Regions from separate parts of the Siniperca chuatsi genome. Here region 2 is linked to region 1. A link is a contact called in public Hi-C data. All regions are on one chromosome and are shown on one strand. Each heading gives the region's core, a stretch centred on a gene start, on an enhancer-like site or on the middle of the called end of the contact. The rest is flanking DNA. Distances are from core to core; before and after follow the strand shown.

What was found. Hi-C and Micro-C count contacts between places; a contact is called where the count stands out from the background.
Region 2: a Hi-C map of liver shows a contact between it and region 1, with 2.3 times the contacts expected there. The contact joins the promoter of LOC122870974 here to the enhancer-like site in region 1. A contact is called at or near these places in 2 of 3 Hi-C or Micro-C datasets (liver and skeletal muscle).

The regions. Positions count from the first base shown.
Region 1 is chrLG23:11,333,147-11,337,649 of ASM2008510v1, reverse strand. It overlaps LOC122870974 (protein PHTF2-like), which reads left to right. Exons shown (of 21, transcript XM_044185438.1): 5 at 2,277-2,346; 6 at 2,917-3,075; 7 at 3,993-4,158. Among protein-coding and RNA genes, the nearest start is that of LOC122870977, 8.4 kb to the right of the region's middle. Within about 2 kb of position 1,954, the one cell type or tissue checked has an H3K27ac peak away from gene starts, as active enhancers do. A contact at or near this core is called in liver, where this site is marked.
Region 2 is chrLG23:11,366,659-11,370,976 of ASM2008510v1, reverse strand. It overlaps LOC122870974 (protein PHTF2-like), which reads left to right and starts at 1,820. Exons shown (of 21, transcript XM_044185438.1): 1 at 1,820-2,161. LOC122870976 (transmembrane protein 60-like) reads right to left here and starts at 1,622. Exons shown (of 3, transcript XM_044185443.1): 1 at 1,436-1,622; 2 at 977-1,098; 3 at 1-611. The coding sequence starts at 1,060. The coding sequence ends at 294.

The DNA of each region.
Region 1 (4,503 bases), core at 705-3,204:
CAGTGTATTAGCTTGTTGGTTGTGCTATGTAATGATAAGGGCCTCCATTAAGACTCTATCAGACCACTGACTGATAGCACTGAACTTGTTTGGCCGGTATGTAAATATTGGCATGAGCCAGTCAGATTCAAGTGGACAGCTTTATGTGTTACCGTTAAAATGACTCGCATCCTTGAAATGTTCAGTATTTCAAAGATCTGAAAGGACTTAAGACCTTGTTTACTGATAATGAAAACCTGATAATGAAGTAGGGCTGGTAATTTCTATACTTGTGCCAATACAATAACTGATTTTGGGTGCTGATTCCTAAAAATATAAACGTTTTTCTACAAAATCCCTTTTATCATTTAACTAAAGAAGCCAAAGTTTTCAAATGTTACATAAGACAAGACTGGGCTAAGAAATTAGCCTAAATATTGTAAGACTATAAGTCTGATCAGTAACAACAGAGGAAAGATTCATTAATTTGTCATTTAATGGGACCTTTTTAAGAAAAATAGGGAAAAAATGGATATCCAGCACGCTGGATTAAAGCTCCCAAAACATTTTTGGGCTGCAAAAAAGTCGCTGTTTCAACCCTACCACATCCTCATCAGACAAACATGACAATAACATAACAAAAGACAAGGTGTACTGTATATTGGCACAAAACTGATTACATCTAGCTGACGTCAGAGTAAAATATACAGCAACACTTACAATATGACCCGTCAGATACATAGCTGCAAACATGTTATAGAAGTCACGAAAATGATACATACCAAATATTGGAATACAAATATTTTAGAGGTACAGCTTAACATGACACAACTCCACAATCATTAACTAAGTGCTTTGTGTAAAATATGTTTTTTGTTCCATTAAAAATCCTCTTAGCTCCTGTACATGCACATGGATGGGAAACTGAATAGTGTGTGTGTGTGTGTGTGTGTGTGTGTGTGTGTAGCTGCTCACATGTACACAGAGCACTATGGTTTTAATGAGGTTTCATATTAATGACTCTGGGTAAACACAGGCATGACCAAACTATTCTCAGGCTGCTCACAATAGTGTGACTTCGACATTGTTGTTGTACTGAAGTACTGAATATCTCTCTCTCTCTCTCTCTCTCCCCCCACACACACACCTTCACAGTTCACCCCAAAATAAAAAAAAATACATATTTTTCCTCTTACATGTAGCACTATTTATCCATCTAGATTGTTTTGTATGAGTTTTGGAGATATCGGCCGTAGACATGTCTGCCTTTTTGGAATATAATGGAAAATATGGCACTCAGCTTGTGGTGCTCAAAGTGTAAAAAAAATAAATAAATAATTGAAACACCCAACAGCAATGTCTCTCTCCAGAAATCATGACCCGGTTACTCAAGATACTCCACAGACTTTGTTGTGAGCAGTTTTATTAGTTTTGTTCCATTATATTCCAAAAAGGCAGACATCACTATGGCTGATATCTCTAAAACTCATAAATATGTATTGGTAAGAGGAAAAATATGTATGTATTTTGATTTTGGGGTGATCTGTCCCTTTTAAATGTTCATTTGTATTTACTGTTCCTGTTGTTACTTACACAGAAAGGCACCACATTTCAGAACTTATGGTCGCACAGAAAGTTTCAGTACAGTTTTTCACAGCTGACAGAGCGCACAGACACACACACACACACACACACACACACACACACAAAAGTGTATACATCATAGCAGGAAGTGGCACAGGAAGTCAGCGTGCCACAGGGGAGTGTTATTCCCAGGGTCATAAACTGCACAAAGCACCAACTTTAAAGCTGTAACAGTAAACCTCTGGAATGAATGATGGCTATAACACACTGTTTTGAAATGACGCAGCTGATTTCAAGGACTGAAAGGTCTTTAGGGATGTTTTGCTGTTTTTATCCTCTGAATTCTTTAACGAATGCAAAGTAGCAACATTTAGACTGACTTAATGCATCAGTGTAGTGTAGAAGTGTAGAAGTCTGTTTTCCAGATTGGGCTGAAAATGTTGAGTTAAATCTAGTGGATGTGAGTAGATGCACGTGCAGTGAAATAGAGAATAGAGCCAGTAGCTGTGTGAGTCTGAATGCACTGTGTGCCTCCTCAAACACTGAATGTGTGTATGTGTGTTTATGAAGGCATAAAGTGCATGAGAAGCCACCTGTAGTTGAGTTTCCGTGTGTGTGTGTGTGTGTGTGTGTGTTAATGTTTATATTAATCTCTGTTTCTTTCTTTGTCTTTGACATTGACCCCCCCCACGTCTCTCTGTCTCCCCCTGCAGGGCTTGAGGAACAAGCCAAAGAAGACAGGACATGTCAAACCAGACCTTATAGACGTGGACTTGGTTAGAGGTGAGAAAAAAGTTTGTGTGTGTGTGAGTGCAAACTTCCTTTCCATTAAGCTAATTAGATTAGATACCAGACAGGCTTTCTGCTAAAGCTAAAAACCATCAGACACACAACATCGTCTGCTCAGTGGCATCACATAAAACGCACACACATGAACCTAAGATGCCAGCGTTGCTGTGCCAACCCCCTGTCACTGTTAACCCTCGCTCTTTCTGTCTTCATCTCTCTATCAGCGTTCCCATCTCTTCCTATCTGTCTCATATTCATCACATTTTCAATTATTCATCAGATCATTCCAATTTATCCTCATTGTTATTTCACTGCACAGGAAGACAGATAGATAATCAAGAAAGAAACGGAGGAAGAGAGTAGATAAACGAGATGAAATGCAGAGACCAAAAAAGATAGAAGGGGCGGAAGAGGAGTCTGAGAAGGAAGCTTAAAAGATAAACCCACTGCTCTAATGTGACTCCAGGATGTATTAAGTGATGAGCTTTTCTGCTCACTGCAGTCATTTGGCTTAATTAGTTCTCCTCGTTAAACTTAGTGTGTATTTATTCTCTTCCTCCGCAGGTTCGGCGTTTGCCAAGGCCAAACCAGAGAGTCCGTGGACGTCACTGACCAGGAAAGGCATCGTCAGAGTCGTCTTCTTCCCGTTCTTTTATCGCTGGTGGATCCAGGTCACCTCCAGAGCCATTTACCTCTTACTGCTGGCTCTCTATCTGCTGCAAGGTGAGTGTAGTAGTGGAAATATAAAATTTCTATGACTATGCACCAAAATCTGTTTATTAAATATCAGAAATAGGTCATACAGTCACTCTTCATTTCATTTTATATCTACAATCCCTAGTTTTAATAGTCTAACTGATTTGATCTGGTATCTAGGCTGAATATTATAAAGAGTACGGTCTAGACCTGCTCTATAGGAAAAGTGCAATGAGATAACTTCTGTTATGAATTGGTCTATATAAATAAAATTGAATTGATCCTCAGCGAATGTTTAAATCTTCTACCAATAACTGACTTAACAAGATGTCCAACAGCTGACACTGTGCGTCTATTCTGCTGTTTTTCTTAAAATACACATGCAGCCCACAATATCTTGTGAGCATTGAGAACTCCCGGGTTGCACCCACAGAGCAGCACACACTTGCTGCACAAACACTTTCAAGACCACTGAACAGTGTTTTCCACCCCCTACATCATGATGCCCTTTTCAGCTCTGACGAAAACAGACTCTCTCTCTAACCCCCCGCCCTTCCTGCTCACTTCCCCCCACATACTGCGTAAAAACACACACATCTTCTCTTTGATTTAACACTAGGCAACTTAAAGTTTCATCAAGTGATTTTTGAAACGCAAACCTGAGATACTGTTACCTTGTTAATTTGCTGTGGCTAACATGTTAGCAAACAGCTGCTTAGTTACACATCTGACTTTCTTTGTCATAGAAGGATGGTAGTTATATACACATCCCATGTAGGTGCAAGACTATTGGAAATCCACATCAATGAAAAGGGTAACAAATGCACACTGACTCGAAACCACAAATTTATTTAAATCCCAGTTGGATCTTCGTCAAGTAAAAAAAAAAAAAGAGGTCTCAAAGCTGCAGAGTTTAGTGTTAATTGCTTCTCTCTCTCCGGCAGTGGCGGCAGCAGTCCTGTATGTGATCATCCCTCAGCCTCATGGGATACCAACCACCGAGGTGTTTGGAGCCATATGGCTCATGTTGCTGCTGGGCACCGTCCACTGTCAGATCGTCTCCACCAGGACCCCGAAACCTGCCTCCAGCAGCGGGGGAAAGAGACGCAGGTAACAACGGGGAAAAGAAAAGAGGGAAATACTATGTACATGTTCCCCATTCAGAAAAGAATGGGGAAATAATACAGAAAGAGAGATAAAGCAAAGGGCAGAAGAAGGGAAGGTGGACATGAGGACATTATGGAAGAGGGGGAGGAAAGGAGCCAATAAAAATGAGATTATGGTTAGAGAAGCGAAGAAAAGGAGGGACAACATGGGTGCAGGAGAGAGTGAGGAAAAGATTAATCAAACCATTAAAATATCAGAGGACACTGCACCCAAAAAGTCCCTCTGGGGAAAAAGGGAGACACTGAAAGAGATAAACAATGGCAATAACAAGCACGAGACGGAGAAAGA
Region 2 (4,318 bases), core at 571-3,070, 33 kb before region 1:
GAGTCCCTGCCCTGTTGAAGCCCTTACAGCATGCTCCACTGAGGTCTGAACACACTATGATTTTTATTTTTACACTAAGTCTCTTATTCTTTAGATGAATACCAATGTCTGAGATGATTATTTGATTCCTTCTTGAGCCTCAGAACTCTCTGGAAACATAATCAGGCCAAAACAAAAGCTCCAATTTCACAAAGTCACGGTCATACAAGCACAAATCTATTCTCAACAACTGTTCGATTTTTTTGTTGGTGCAATGATTCATGTTGAGGTTTGAACCAGCCGTTTAATCCCTCTTAGGCCTCTCTCCTTTCAGGGAAGATATTCATCCCCAGCTCCACCAGCGCCCCCAGTAACATGGTCCACAGTGGTATGCACACAAACGTCAGCTTTACGTCCACCAGCTTCTCCAGCTTGGCGCACAGCGTCAGGCAGAAGCCAAGCTTGAGCAGCATGGCCGTCAGGTACCAGGCACGCAGACGCAGGTCTGGGGAGCCGTTGCGTGGGTCATACCCAGGCTTGCAACGGCCTGCCATCTTGATGGCAAGCATGAGGATGAGGATGCCATCAAAGACCCAGACCGGGAGGAAGATGAGGAACCAGTTCCACTGCACCTGGAGGGAGGAAAGGGAGGGGATTTTGTCAGTTACATATTCAAGGCTTTTGTCAGTTATTTCTATCAGTGTTATGGACCAATTCCTAGCTTGGGTGAGAAAATAATGATGAACTTTATGAATCCTGAGAGTAAAATGGGATTGATCACATACAAATAAAATACAGCAAGTAAACACAAAGGATTTAAAGTAAATTCACAATTAGGCAATTTTGATTGAGTTATGTAAAAACTACTCAAATACAGGGTGAACAAATACTTTTGACTGACAGTGTAATTGATGAGATTCTCAATATACAGGAGCTGAGAGAAAGGGGAGACTTACAAAAAGAGACTGACAAGTAACAAGAGAAAAAAAACCTTTACCTTCCCGTCCAGTTTGAGCACTAGCATGATGAGGAAGACCAGGGTGAAGACCCAGGTCAACAAAACCCTCTGAGCCAGAGACATCTCACTGACTGGAGACAGATCAGAAGAGGAAACAGACGCTGGACAGGCCATACATCCATGGGACACAGAGAGAAAAGGTTAGAAACAATCAGACACTCACAATTATGATGAATGTTTAGTCTATGGAGTATTTTAGCAAGAAATCCGACATGTAAGAATAGACAGCAACGTTGGAGTAGCTGCTAATAGCTATTTAAAACGTGGTATTGTTAACCACGTCAAACAACATGTCACTAACACTAGCTGGAATCTATTTTAAATGTATTTTTTTCATTCATGTTAGTTAGCTCATGTTACAGTGACAGCTAGCTTTTCACAGCCCAATAGCATTTAGCTAACCGGTTGGTGTTTTATTTAAGACGAAGTCTGACTTACTTCAGTGTATTTCTAGATGTGGCGAGCATGTTCGTCTCTCCGTATGGCACACACCAAAACCCATAACGTTTCTTATAATAATTCACATAATTATCAACAGACGTGTCCGTCAACTACAACAGACGTAGGGATTTTAGGTCCGTTATCTGTGTTCGTCCCGCCCGTACTGGAAGCCAATTGGTCCTGGCTTTTCTACGTCACGTTTGTTTAACGTCCATCATTCTGGGTTCTAACCGTAAAGTTCTTCCAAAAGCGCAAACTCGTTGTAGGTTTTTTCCTGTAGTGAGTTTTAACGTCCACTAGAGGTAAGTAAAACTCTTTCTATTTCTCCCGGTGGTTGCGTTTATATGCGAGTTACCTTGCCACTACATAAAACGGCGACATTGTTCTGTCTTAATTATTTTGCTTTTCGGTTAATTTGTCCATATGAGTGATATGTTAGCCCGCTCTCCTCTAATTTTCTCTTTACTAACCATCGGCGACGTTTTTTTGGCATAAAATGCAATGGCGCATGTATACGGTGGTTTACGGGCAGGGGCTGAAGTTGTATTTTTACAGTGAGAGACAGAAAAGGGAAAGCTACTGCTTCAGACATCGGTGAGCAGACGCTCAGCATCTCTTCTACAAACTGGACAAGTCTGGCTAGCTCAGTGCTGCATAAATCACGCTTAGAAAGCACAGTTTGGCTCTGCGTGGGGACTCGGAGCAGCCGTCGCTGTCAAGGAGGTAAGACTGAGCGGTTGCACGGTATGTTTAGACAGCAGTGATCAGGATTTCAGTATTAGGGTCAGCTGTGTGGGCTCTTTGTGCCTGCCGGTGGTAGCTTAGCTAACTATGTAGCATGACATGAGCTAGCACCAGAAATGTGGAGGAGGATACAGGTTGTGTGAAGACTGTCTAAAAACACCGTAGCTGCATCTAAATGGAGGCTAGCTGCAAGATTAACTGCCTTTAAACTGGTTTACACGGCTGCATAGGTGCTTTTATGGAGAGAAAGCACACACTAACGTTAACTGTGTACGATTTTGCTATAGTGTTCTTCACGACTGTAACGTTAGCCTTGTCATGTACTAATTAAATTGACCGGGAAATAAGACCAAAGCTATAAACATTTCCTGGGTTTTTTCTATGTAATCATCTGAGGTGGCTGTTTTATAAACAGTGGAAAACATTGCATCGCTGGAAGATGTCTTTTATCAGATCGCTTATCTTCCCGCAGACCTGTGTCAGGATCCGGGTGCCTTACCACCTCGGCTAAAATATTTCCTGGGGGGGGGCCTGCATTACCGATTAATCTGTCGGCCGATTTTTTTTTTTCGATTATTCGTTTCATCTGTAAAATGTTAGGAAATAGTGAAAATGCCAAATGTGACACATTTAAATTGCTTGTTTTGTGCAACCACACAACAAAATCCATTTTAGACTCATATAAGCCAAACCAACACATGTTAGGCATTTCAGAGGCTGGAAGCAGTGAAATTACTCTGTACTCTTCTCTACTCTTTCTGAATATACATTCATATCTCATCTGTTGTATTCTATTCTGTAACCGGTGTTGGTTTTCTCTACCTGTCTTGTGTCCCTGGAGTAGAAACTGTCGCAGGCGGTCAGGTTCACAGTTTGGCAAGCCATCTGATTATCCAACATGGTTTGCCATCCAGCCAGACTGTCTGTTCCAGTGTCTGACTAACGCTGTCATCACTCGCCCAGATTTTCCACTGCAATCATAATTTGACCTGTAAATTGACCTTCTGCACAACTCTGGCAGAGTCCTGTACCAATCCAGCACGTTAACATACAGCTAGGACAGTCAAATAAACCTTTTTAACATCTTTATACATTCTGTCAACCTGTAGTTTGTACATAAAATATAGATTTCTTGTCCGTACAGGCTGAAGAAGTGGAACAGATCAGCCTGTATTTGAGTAGTAAATACAACAATGACACCAGCAGAAATAACTGCAATAACTCTTGCAGCTGTTAGACATGACTGTGTTTGGACTGTAGCCAATAATCTCACAAGTTTGTTTCACCTGCAGGTAGTCAGGTATACAGTGTATGGCAGCACTGTGTGATGTAGAATTCCGTATTTTTTTAATTTTTCTAAAAATCAAACACCTGGAGTATCACTGCCATGTAACAATGAAGCAAACCTCTAATTTGATTCCGGCTGTTTGCTTTGTGAATCCATTACAGTTACTGACGTAGTCCCATCTGCAGTCACATTCACAGTTTTACCTCTCGCGATGCTTTTATTCAGAGAGACCTATAACGCGTACCACAGTAACAAAAAAACTACAGGCTGACACTGCAGTTAAACCCATTAACAAAGGATTGTCAGTGAGATTAGAGACAGTTTTCAGTCAGGTATAGGAAGAGGTGAGGTTGAGGTGCCTTTTGAGCAAGCAATGAAATCACAATCATGAAGTCACTTTAAGACATTGATTGATCGAGCAGTCAGTCAGGCCAGTAGTACTTGTCAGTCAACATAACTGTGCAGCAGTTCGTGTGTGTGCGAGTTTATTTGCATATATGTGCATTTGCACAAAGTGAATTGTAGTTGTTGACTGACTGCCTGATTTTGTGTGTGTGTGTGTGTAACGGTAGCATCCACAGACCCAGACTGCTGTCTATTGTCTGACCAGCGTGTTCCTTTGTATTGTTTGTTCTCTCTTTTACTTATATTCTCTCTCTCTCTCTGTCTGTCTCTTTGAGGAGCTCTCAGACGACGTTGTTCTGCAGCTTGAATCTTCCCGCAGAGCTGGTTACATCATCAGCTGCAATGTAGTTACATCACACACTAGACTGCCATATCATCTAATGTTACAGCTGTAGGGCAGCGATATAATTCATAAAAATACAGCCGTAATAGCGTGAGCAGAA